Linked DNA regions of Pan troglodytes: regions 1 and 2 are each linked to region 3. Evidence: chromatin contacts called from public HiChIP or PLAC-seq data. All regions are on one chromosome and are shown on one strand. Each heading gives the region's core, a stretch centred on a gene start, on an enhancer-like site or on the middle of the called end of the contact. The rest is flanking DNA. Distances are from core to core; before and after follow the strand shown. Region 1 holds the start of DANCR (differentiation antagonizing non-protein coding RNA). Region 2 holds the start of USP46 (ubiquitin specific peptidase 46). Region 3 holds the start of RASL11B (RAS like family 11 member B).

Region 1 (3,451 bases), core at 518-3,017, 150 kb after region 3:
ATCCCTAATCCATTTCTTTACCTGTGAAATGGGAGTATAGAATCTGTAAGGTTAGCCGAGAGAAAAGACAAGAGACCCAAGGTCAGGCCAAGTAAGTTTATTAACCTGCCAGGCTGCTCCACCAGTCAGAGGTGGCAGCCCTGAGCTTACAAAATGAGGGGTTTATATGCGGGAGAGAGACCCTGGGGTTGTTAGTCAATTAACTTTACCACATATAATCTCATGACCGGCTTACAATATATTATCTTGTGAAAATAGGAATTTACAAGGGGGTGTAATCCACGTTTCTCATGACCTCCCCCGTGCCACCTGGAGGGCTTCGGTGTAGCAAGTCTGGTGACCCTGCTATAGCGCCTAGATAACGGTTCAGGAATGCAGCTGCAGAGTATTCAGGGTAAGGGTCAGCTGCATTGAGTTAGCGGGGGCGGAGTGGTCCTGGGGCAGCCTGTCCCTAACAGAATCCACCTCCAAGTTGTGACAATTAAATGAAAAGGTTGAAAAGGTGAACATGAAGCACCTGCTACACTGCCCTGTTGCCACCAGCATTGTCACTGCTCTAGCTCCTGTGGCACTGCACGGACACGTGGTTGCTGCAAGTTAGTACGCATATTTGGCCTTATTAGAGGCACTTTCCTATTGTAACTGAAGGGATAGTTGGCTTAAGTCAATTGAAATACCAGCAACAGGACATTCCAGCTTCAAAGGCTTGTGCCTGTAGTTGTCAACCTATAGAAAGAAAAGTTTTAAAATGACGTTTTAACCAAAGAAAACTGAAATGTATTGCTTGTTCTATAAACTGTAAAGAAAATCACAAAGGCGCTCAAGTTGTAACGAAATTTTTTCTGGTTCAGTTGTGACTCCAGACAGGATCCAAAGAGGAGCTTTCCAGTCTCTTCTCTGGGTTTTATGGAGACTTACTTTACCCTTCTGTGTTAGCCTCTTAAAGCACTGGGTCAACCTTAAAAGGGCACAGGAAAGGGTGCTTTGTGATTTTTTTTCTTTGATTTTTACAGGGTTCACTACTATTTTCCGCGTTGCTCTCAATACCTCGTGGATCTCTGCTTCTCTAAGTCTGAAACCACACTAGAAACAGCTGTTTTGTTTGGTGAGCCCCTACATGGATGTTTCCTTCCAGTTAAGGGGAGCCGGATTCGGACCTTGGCGACAAACAGACGCCGGGGAACCCTCCGGTCCCACTGGCCACGTGCTCCAGGCTGACTCATTCCTCCCCCCACCCCGCTCAAGGCTAGGAACATACCTGCGCTAAGAACTGAGGCAGCTGCACTTCCGCAGACGTAAGAGACGAACTCCTGGGGCTCAAGGTCGGCTGGGGTTGGGTTCCTGTCGCCGCACGCGTGGCCCGCCCGAAACCCGCTACAAAGTAGTGGCGCGTCAGCCCTGGGGAAGCAAAGCGCAAAATTGTTACGGTGCCCAGACCTGCGCCGGGAACCTCCGGCTGTTTCGCTGGGCGCGGCGCCTGTGCCTCGCGCAGCCCCGGGACGGGCACGGCCGCCCGCCCCCCGGGCCGCCGAGAGCTGCTCTACCCCTCCGTTCTGGCCGCCGGGAGCAGAGGAGCTCGAGGCGGGCAAAGCTCGTGGGGACACCGGGCGAGCCCAGCCCCTGATCGGACCCGCGGGCCGGCCGGGCGCCCTCCCCGCGGGAGACCGAAAGCCGAAGACTGGAGATGCACTCACCACGCAACTCCAGCTGACAAAGAGGCCTGCGACCTGCGACGGGCGCACAAACCAGAGAGGCGGCGCGGGGCGGGGAGGGAAGCAGGAGGGTCGCGGGGCCCGCAGCCAATCCCGGGAAGACTCTGGGCAAGGGCGGGGCGCGCAGCCGATCCCTGGAGAGTTCGGGGAGCTCAGCCAATCCCGGGAAGATCCTGAGCGGGGCGGGGTGGAGGGCCGCGGCACGCACAGCCAATCCCGGATGGGGTGGGACGGGCCCGGCCATTGGCTGTGGGTGTCCGGGGCCGGCCTAGGTGTGGCTCATGCGGTAGCACGGGGATAAGCCATGTCTGCGCGCGGAGCATCCTTCTCTGAATTAGATTTTTCAGGCTACCTACCAATCCCCGGCGTTGGTGATTTTGGCGCTCTTGGGCCCTAGACCCTTCCTCGGGTGCCCTTCTGGAGAGGGCATCGAGGTTACTCCAGGGTTGGCCTAAGGCCCTGAGATTCCCTTTCCTAAAGCCACACTAATCCGGTGTGTGTTCATCATCTGTGTCCGCCTAAACCGTAAGCTTAAAGAGAAGCCACGACCATGTCTTGTTCAACAAACTCACTCCCGTGGCCTCTCCTAAAGCTAGAAGGACGACCTCCTTTCCTCATGCTCCCTCTTTATTCATTTACAGAGTCCAATAAGTAGACCATAATCAGTTGGAGGGTAGGAGTTGGGGAGGTTGAGAAGGCAACCATAGCAATCTCAAGGTAACAGGCTCAAACTTGGCAAACAAATAAGTAGAAGAAAATTGGAGTATATGCTAAAAGGAGAACTTCTATTGCTGTTTCACGTACTTACCATCTGCTAACAAATCTAATCCTCAAAATATATTTAATCATCTCCAAATTATAGATGGGGAAATAATTATGTTATGTAACTTGCCCAAAGTCACAGAGCAGCTAGCCAGTGGTAGATCCAGGATTTGAACTCAAGCAGCCTGAAGGCAGAGCCCCTCAAACAACATGCTACCTAGCCTTTCCCCAGGTATTGGGGGTGGAGCAGGAAGGGAAACCAAAAAATAGCCTACACTTGGTTAACAGATCAAGACAGGCAGCTCTGGTGGGGTGTGGCTTTGTAAACAGAAAGAACAACTCGTCCAGAGCCCCAAGGTAAAACAGGAAAGGGCTTTACCTGTTTAAGGACTCCCAGAAATGGAACTTAAGGAGCAGAGTGGCCTGAGATGAGAATGGCTTGGGGCCAGACCATGCAGGAAACCCTGGAAGAGTTGTTTTGTTTTGTTTTGTTTTTGAGATGGAGTCTCGCTCTGTTGCCCAGACTGGAGTGTAGTGGCACGATCTTGGCTCACTGCAGCCTCCGCCTCCCAAGTTCAAACTATTCTCGTCTCGGCCTCCCGGGTAGTTGGGATTACAGGCATGCACCACCATGCCTGGTTAATTTTTGTATTTGTGAAAGAGTTTATACTTTGTGCTAAGAATGATGGAAAGCTGTTCAAGTGTTTTGTTTGTTTGTTTGTTTGTTGTGTGTGTGTGTGTGTGTTTTAACAGGGGAATGATAGGATCTGATGTAGGGTGTGGTTTCGGGTGTGATTAAGGTGGTTTTGGTGGGAAGAAGAAGTTGAGTAAAATTTACCAGTAAACCCTAGCACCTAGTCATCATGCAGATATTCATAGGATCTTGTTGAAACTGGAGAGTGAATACCAGTTTGTTGTCCCTTCACCTTTCTCAAGAGTCTTCCAAACATATCTCTAGTTGGAATCTGTTCTTTTTA
Region 2 (3,243 bases), core at 441-2,940, 200 kb after region 3:
TAGCCTTGAGGTTGCTCCTGACCTTGAGACATTAATACTCAAATCTTAAAGTTTTCTGGGCCTCCGTGCTGGGATTGGTCATAGTTCAGTTGTTTCCTGTCTTCTCTCTTCTCTTCCTCTCCCAGAGTGCTCAGCCCAGGTTACCACACCAACTTAATCTGTAACATTTCGGTAAGTCATCTGGGCAGGATACTTGATCCTCTAAGCCTTATGTGACTGATCTGCAAAAAAGGAGATAATAGCATGTACCAGCTGATAGTTATGGTGGCGATTAAAGGAGATCAGGAATGTAAACATTGGGTGCAGTGGTTCACGCCTGTTGTCCCAGCGCTTTGGGAGGCCAAGGTGGGATGATCGCTGGAGCCCAGGAGTTTGAGATGACTCGGGGCTGCCCAGCCTCAGGCTGGGCAACATAGCGAGACCCTGTCTCTTAAAAAACAGAGAGAGAGAGAAGAAAATCAGTCATGACTTACAATGGAAGAAATTATCATCAGGATGTATTTGGAAATAATATTTAGGTTGAAAGACTTAAGCAGGAATATTATTTCTCATGTCCACTGGAAAACACAGTGACATGACTCCCAAAACCTTCAGTCAACAAGTCTGTCTTACTGTTTCCTCCCCAGATTCTAGGGATATTAGCAATCAACGGCTCTCAAATCTTTACTCTTGGTTAGATAAAAGCTATCTTCAACTAATTTTTCTTCTGATTCAATTTGTCATTAAATACACTGATCTAAGAATTTATCACGCATCTCACTTGTACAATTTCTCCTTTGAAAGCATCGAATTGCAACCTTGTATGTGTAACTGTTCCACACATTCAGAAATGGGCCCCTTCAATTCGCGTGGACCTATCTGCTAAGTGGTGCACAGACTCGCGCTCTGAGCCCGCAGCCACGACCTTTAATGCGGGAAATGAGCATGATCCCATACAGCGCCCATCTCAACAACTAGAGGCTGGGTGCACCCGAAAGGGGTATGCCTGCCTTGAAGATATGGAAAAGTTTTGTTTTCGTTCTTTCCACTCCTTGGACAGTCCCTAGTGCTTGCGCGGAACCGGGACGTCTCCTTTGGACCCGCTAATGTCACAAGCCGCCCGAGCGCGCCGCTGCTGGCCTCTGCCCAGACCCGGATTCCTCCCCCTTCCCGGCGCCCTTTCTCGGGCGCCCGGCCCGCAGCTGGCGAGGGCTCTCTGACCGCTCCGGTGTCCTCGCCCCATTTTACTTCTTGGGTCCCCGCCGGTGCCATCTGGTTGGAACCCTCGGGAGGAACTAAAATTAGTTGGACGTCGCCACCCCTACCCCTCGCCAAAAAATAAACACCGGGGGCTGCCGAGGCCCGGCGGGAGGAAGGCGACGAGGAAAAAGCGAGGACGGAAGGCGGCCCCGGGTTCGCCCCGGCCTAGGCCGCCCACTTCCCCACCCCGCGCACCGTACCGTCCCCGGCTCCCTGGCTCCCCGACGGCGAGGAGGGCCGCCGCTTCCGCGTCGGGGTCGGCCGGGGGACCTGCGAGGTGCGGCTGCCGCAGCGGCGTGCCCCGGAGCCTGGCCCGGCATTCCAGTCCGAATAGAGAGAGGCAGGGAGTCAAATGGAAAAGCAGGAGGCCAGGCCTGGGCGGGCGAGCTGGGAAGGAGGCGGCGCGGCGGGGCCCGGGAACCCAGCCTGGAGCGCTCTGAGCGGCCGGCTCGGACTCACGCGGCGCGCCCGGGCCGCCCCTCCTCCCCGCGCCGCCGGCCGCGGCCCAGGCTCCCTCGCTCCGCCACTCCCCGCCCCTCCGCGCTCCCTCCCCGCCCTCCCCGCGCCGCCGCCTCCTCCTCCCGGCCTCCCTCTCCCAGCCAAACTGAAAGCCGGACCCCAGGCCGCCGCGCTGCCGCCCGGCCTCCCCGCCAGCGCGCCACCATGGGCAGTCCCGGTTTCCCCTTGTAAAGATGGCGGTGAGGGATCGCTGCAACCTTTAGACTAATGACTGTCCGAAACATCGCCTCCATCTGTAATATGGTGAGTGGCCGAGCCGCCTCGGGGTCGCGCCCGACTCGCGGCGAGGCAAAGAAAGGGAAGCCCGAGCTGCACACACGCCCGGTGGCTGGGGCGGCGGGGGCGGCGGGGGCGGCGGGGTCCGCGCCGCCAGAAGTTCCTGGCCCCCGAGCTGGGCGCGCGGCCGTAGCCACCTCAGCGGCCGGGGAGTGTCCCCGAGCCCCCCGCGCCCGTCTCAGCCCCGGGACCTCGGAACCCGCCCGGCGATCCCGGGGCCGCGCTGCTGCGCCCCCCGCCCTCGGGTTGCGGTGGAAGCGGCTTGAGGGAAGGGAAGCGACCGAACCTGAACGTCCCCGGGGAGGGGGTGGGGGATAAGCTGGAGGTGGGGGGCACCCATCCTCTTCTTGGGGTCAAGACAGCCTTATTGGACGTCCAGACTGCCCTCATCTCATTTTGAGTTCAGTCCTTCCGAGGTGTTTAAAATTCACTTTGCAATAGCAATTGTGTATCTGGAGAAATCGGAAATGTAATAAAGCTGTAAAAAAAGTGCAAAATTGTGGCTGGAGAAGTGAACTTCAACCTGGTTTGAAAAAGCACCGTAATTTGCTCCGCATGCCTCAGTTTCCCCATCTGTGAAAAAGGGACAAGGATCTGTGGCGGTAATATTTGCAGGCCCTAAGGGTGGGGCGGGCTGTGGGCTTGGAGGAGGTCTCCAGGGTTATCCTGCCTGATCCGCTGTAGACCTAGGGGAGGCTGGCGGGCATGGATACAGCCAGGGACATCACTGGGTTCTGATGCAGTCCGAGCCCATGATGCGGTGGTCACTTTAATTTGGGTTTCCCCCATTGCTTTCCCTTTTTCTGTAGGAAGAACCTCCAGCCCTTGGGTCCCCAGGCTGGACCCTGCTGGCGCCTCCACTTGTCAGAGCCTTTGGGGAGCTCAGATTGGAGTAAGGCATTGCTGTCCCTTGCAGGGTGAGATGATGTGTGTTTTGCCTACATTCTTTAGACTGCACCCCGCCTCCCCTCTAGCCCCCTCCCAAGCGGGTCCCCGGAGGCAACACGTGCTCTTCCAGTGCCAGTTTGAGGAAAACCTCCCTTGAAGCTAGTAATACTGGCCCCTAAAGGGAATCCAAGGAAACTTGATGGAGAAGCCCTGGTGTAAGGTGATCTGGCTGCCCTTCCCCCATCACATAGCTTTTTAAATCTTCTGTCCCACATTCTGTTGCAAGATCAACACATGGCAAAGGAGCATTAAGAAGCCTTG
Region 3 (3,246 bases), core at 33-2,532:
CAGGCACTTGATAAAATGATGAATGGGCTTGGAATGGAATGAGGCCAGATGGTAGTTATGGGAGGGGGGCGCCATGGAGGGCTGGGGACTGGGGAAAGTTTTAAGTGGCGGGATCCTCAGGCTCGGACTGTCACTGAAAGAACCTCCCTGGGAAGCGCTGGAAAATGGGAACCGCAGTCCTCCTGCAATGGGACAGAATTTTTCTCAAATGCATTGTCTCACCTGCATTTCTTTCATAGTCACCGATGAATCGTTTGGTGAGGAACCGGACCACCAGTGCTGCAGGTCAGAAAAAAGAACGTCAAAGTGTTAACCTTGGAAGTTAGATTGTTCTCCACCCCACCCCCTGCCTGGAAAACAGTTCTCCCAAAGAAAGCCATAGATGGCCACCAAGTGAAATTCCTACCCTGTAGCTCCTTGACCCTTCTTCCAGACAAAAAGGAGGGGGCTAGAAGGCATCGTGAATTCTGGCTCTGTGCAGCTGGAAGGCTCACTGGGCCCACCCCCTCCTCTGAGCCCGGCTGAGCCACACCTAAGCCTTCCAGTAGACCCACGTCTTCCTAACCTTCAAGACCTCCCAGGGCGGCTAGCTTCACTAACTCCCCTTTCTGTGCCAGGCATTGCCAGAGGCTCAAACACCCCAAAGTTCTGATGGCGGCGGTGCCGGTGGTCCCCAGAAAGCTGCCTGGCCATTCTTGATCCCTGTTTCCCCCGTCTGTGGAAGCAGGCGGGTGGCGTAGACAACGGCTAAGCCCACTCCCAAGGGGCAGCGGCTCCCTGCGCGGGGACGGAGAGCGGTCGGGCTGCAGCTCCCACCGCTCCCCACGCCTTGTTCAGCCTCAACTCCCGTCAGGGGTCGTCCACGACCAGACCCAGGGCTAAGCGCGACGACTCACCGGTCTTGCCCACGCCGCTGGCGCCCACCACGGCGATCTTGACCAGGCGGCGGCCGGCGGCGCCCACATAGCAGTCGGAGGCCGCGGCGTTGCCCGGCGCGGGGTACTCGGCGATGGTGCACATGTTCTGAATGAGGCGCATCGCCTCGGCTGCGGCGCACCGCGCGGGAAGGGACTGAGGGACTGGAGAATGCTAGCGCTGCGCGGGAGCGGGCGGGAGGACCCGACTGCGGGGCTCCGCGGTAAGAAATAACAACAATAAACAAGTGCAGGTACGGGCGGGGTGGGGCCGGGCGCCGAGGTTCCGCAGGGCTCAGGCTCCAGACCCAGACTGCACTCGCGCGGCGCGCAGGCTGTTTTCTCCGCGGCAGGCCCCGCCCCCTCTCCCCACAGCCAATCCCGGGGCGCCCTACACGAGGCCCCGCCCCCGGCGCCGCTCCGCGCGCGCGACGCCCCCGGAGGCGCCTGGAGTCAGTGCCGAGCCCCGTGAGGCGCGGGGAGAAAAGGCAGCTGGCGGAGGGAGGCAGCGGGTGGTCCGAAGCGGCGCAGCCCAAGGTGGGCGCCTGGTAGGTCCTGCCGCGCGAGCATGGGGCAGATGCTGTGGCTGCGGGGCCGGGAAGAGAGCGCAGCCTCCACAGAGCCATTCCGGACCGCTGCCTCCGCCGGCTCCACAGCCCACGCGCGCACTCGCTGCAGCTCCCACCTAGGGCGCCTGCTCTGGGCGGGCCGGGAGCGGTGTTTGCTGCCCGGCTTAGTGCCGCACGCCCTGATTTGGAGCGATTGCACTGGCTTGGGTACATCCCAGCTCATAGATTCGGCTACAGTTGGCAATCATCCGCAAAGACTCCAGCCTAAGACCTTTAGACCCCCGTAAAATGTGACATTTGAAGCAAAAATATCATCCACGTTTTATCCTAGACCCACGTTCTCTGGCTCTTGTCGACGGCGCAAGCTAACGCGAACACACATGGTCGGACGCATGCACAGCACGCCTAGAAGCGGATCAAGAAGTAATTATAGAACAAGCTTTCCAGCGCCTCACTCAGTCACACCTCCTCCAAGAGCTGTGAAATGGAAAGAAAACAGTTACCCCAGCTGCGACGTCTGAAGGGGCCCCGCACTTCGTCCCTGGTCATAAGACACCGCAAGAGTTTAGTTAAGTGGCTTGATGCCAAGGAAGAGGTGGGCCCTGCACTCCTAAAATCCCAAGCTCCGGCCCCTTACAGTCTCATCTGAGAAACACATCTTCAACGGCAGGCCAAATTCCTCCTGCGAGCAACATTGTGTAGCTGCAGCTGATGGCAAGATGTCACCAGAGTCGCGGGTTAACCACCCCATCCGCCATCCAAGGCCCTCTCCCCGCTACCCTTTCAACCTTGTCCCAGAGGCTTTTATGTTGGGGTATGGCAACAAACTCTGTGGCTTTGTGTACCCACCCACATTAAAGGCTAAAATGTGAAATAAACCAGTGCCCTTATCCGCACATGTCAGTCATCTAATTTGACCCCCTCTTCCAGCCAGAACTTAATTGACCAGGTATTTGACAGAATTTTATGATCCTCAGCCAGTTCAGACTCTGAGATGAACCTCTTGTCTACAGAGGTTTAGGTGTTTGCAGGAATGCAAGGAGAAATAGAAAGGTAATCTCAAGGTAGCAAGTTTTCTAGGATGGGCCACGTAATTAGAAAGACACACAACCTTACAATAAACATAATAAAAGGCTGACTTCTAGGGAGATCACTAGAGCGAAACAGCCATTTGAGTCAGAAAGAAAAAGCATTTCCAATATGCACCATGTCTTTCTGCATGGTTTAAATCAGACTTGAATGTCACTTATATAAAATCAAACTTTGCAAGACTGTAATTACAGGTAACCATGTACTTTTAAAATCTTTCCCCTCCAAAAAGCCTGCTATTCTATCATGCTTACATGGTAAAATAATGATGTAGGCTAAAGTACTAGTTTAACATACACACACACACATACACACACACACAGAGAGAGAGAGAGACATGACAAAAGCTGTCAAGGGGAATTTTGCTTTGAATCATTTAGTTTCTTGGGCTTGATTTTCATTACCATAAGCCCATACAAAACCTGTGATTTTTCTGTCTGCAACGCAAAGGCTTGATTTGGTGTTCTTATTTTAGATCTAAATGATCTGGCTATGCTTTAAAGAACACAGAAAAGAGAGAAGCAAGAGAAAGATGTAAAAAAGAAAAGAGAGCTATTCAAATTCCAAATACCTAGCATATAGCCCATCTCCACTCCACCTACCTCTCCTTCTGGGACATTCATAGAGTTAAAAAGAGGAAGGAGGCAAGGCAGGAGAAGTGACGATACATAATG

What was found. HiChIP or PLAC-seq counts read pairs in DNA pulled down with a chosen protein or histone mark.
Region 1: a contact with region 3 is called in an H3K4me3 HiChIP or PLAC-seq map of stem cell-derived excitatory neurons, with 3 times the contacts expected there. The contact joins the promoter of DANCR here to the promoter of RASL11B in region 3. A contact is called at or near these places in 2 of 7 Hi-C or Micro-C datasets (induced pluripotent stem cells and stem cell-derived neural progenitor cells) and 1 of 1 datasets of contacts at active chromatin or transcription factors (stem cell-derived excitatory neurons).
Region 2: an H3K4me3 HiChIP or PLAC-seq map of stem cell-derived excitatory neurons shows a contact between it and region 3, with 2.7 times the contacts expected there. The contact joins the promoter of USP46 here to the promoter of RASL11B in region 3. A contact is called at or near these places in 1 of 7 Hi-C or Micro-C datasets (stem cell-derived neural progenitor cells) and 1 of 1 datasets of contacts at active chromatin or transcription factors (stem cell-derived excitatory neurons).

Annotation. Positions count from the first base shown.
Region 1 is chr3:77,154,559-77,158,009 of NHGRI_mPanTro3-v2.0_pri, forward strand. DANCR (differentiation antagonizing non-protein coding RNA) reads right to left here and starts at 1,768. Exons shown (of 3, transcript NR_131911.1): 1 at 1,695-1,768; 2 at 1,259-1,398; 3 at 82-726. It overlaps LOC129143742 (a long non-coding RNA gene), which reads left to right. Exons shown (of 2, transcript XR_008547556.2): 2 at 1,014-3,170. LOC112209114 (small nucleolar RNA SNORA26) reads right to left here and starts at 971; the gene lies at 850-971.
Region 2 is chr3:77,207,456-77,210,698 of NHGRI_mPanTro3-v2.0_pri, forward strand. USP46 (ubiquitin specific peptidase 46) reads left to right here and starts at 1,691. Exons shown (of 9, transcript XM_517296.9): 1 at 1,691-2,001. The coding sequence starts at 1,966.
Region 3 is chr3:77,009,233-77,012,478 of NHGRI_mPanTro3-v2.0_pri, forward strand. RASL11B (RAS like family 11 member B) reads right to left here and starts at 1,283. Exons shown (of 4, transcript XM_001139797.6): 1 at 897-1,283; 2 at 223-279. The coding sequence starts at 1,038.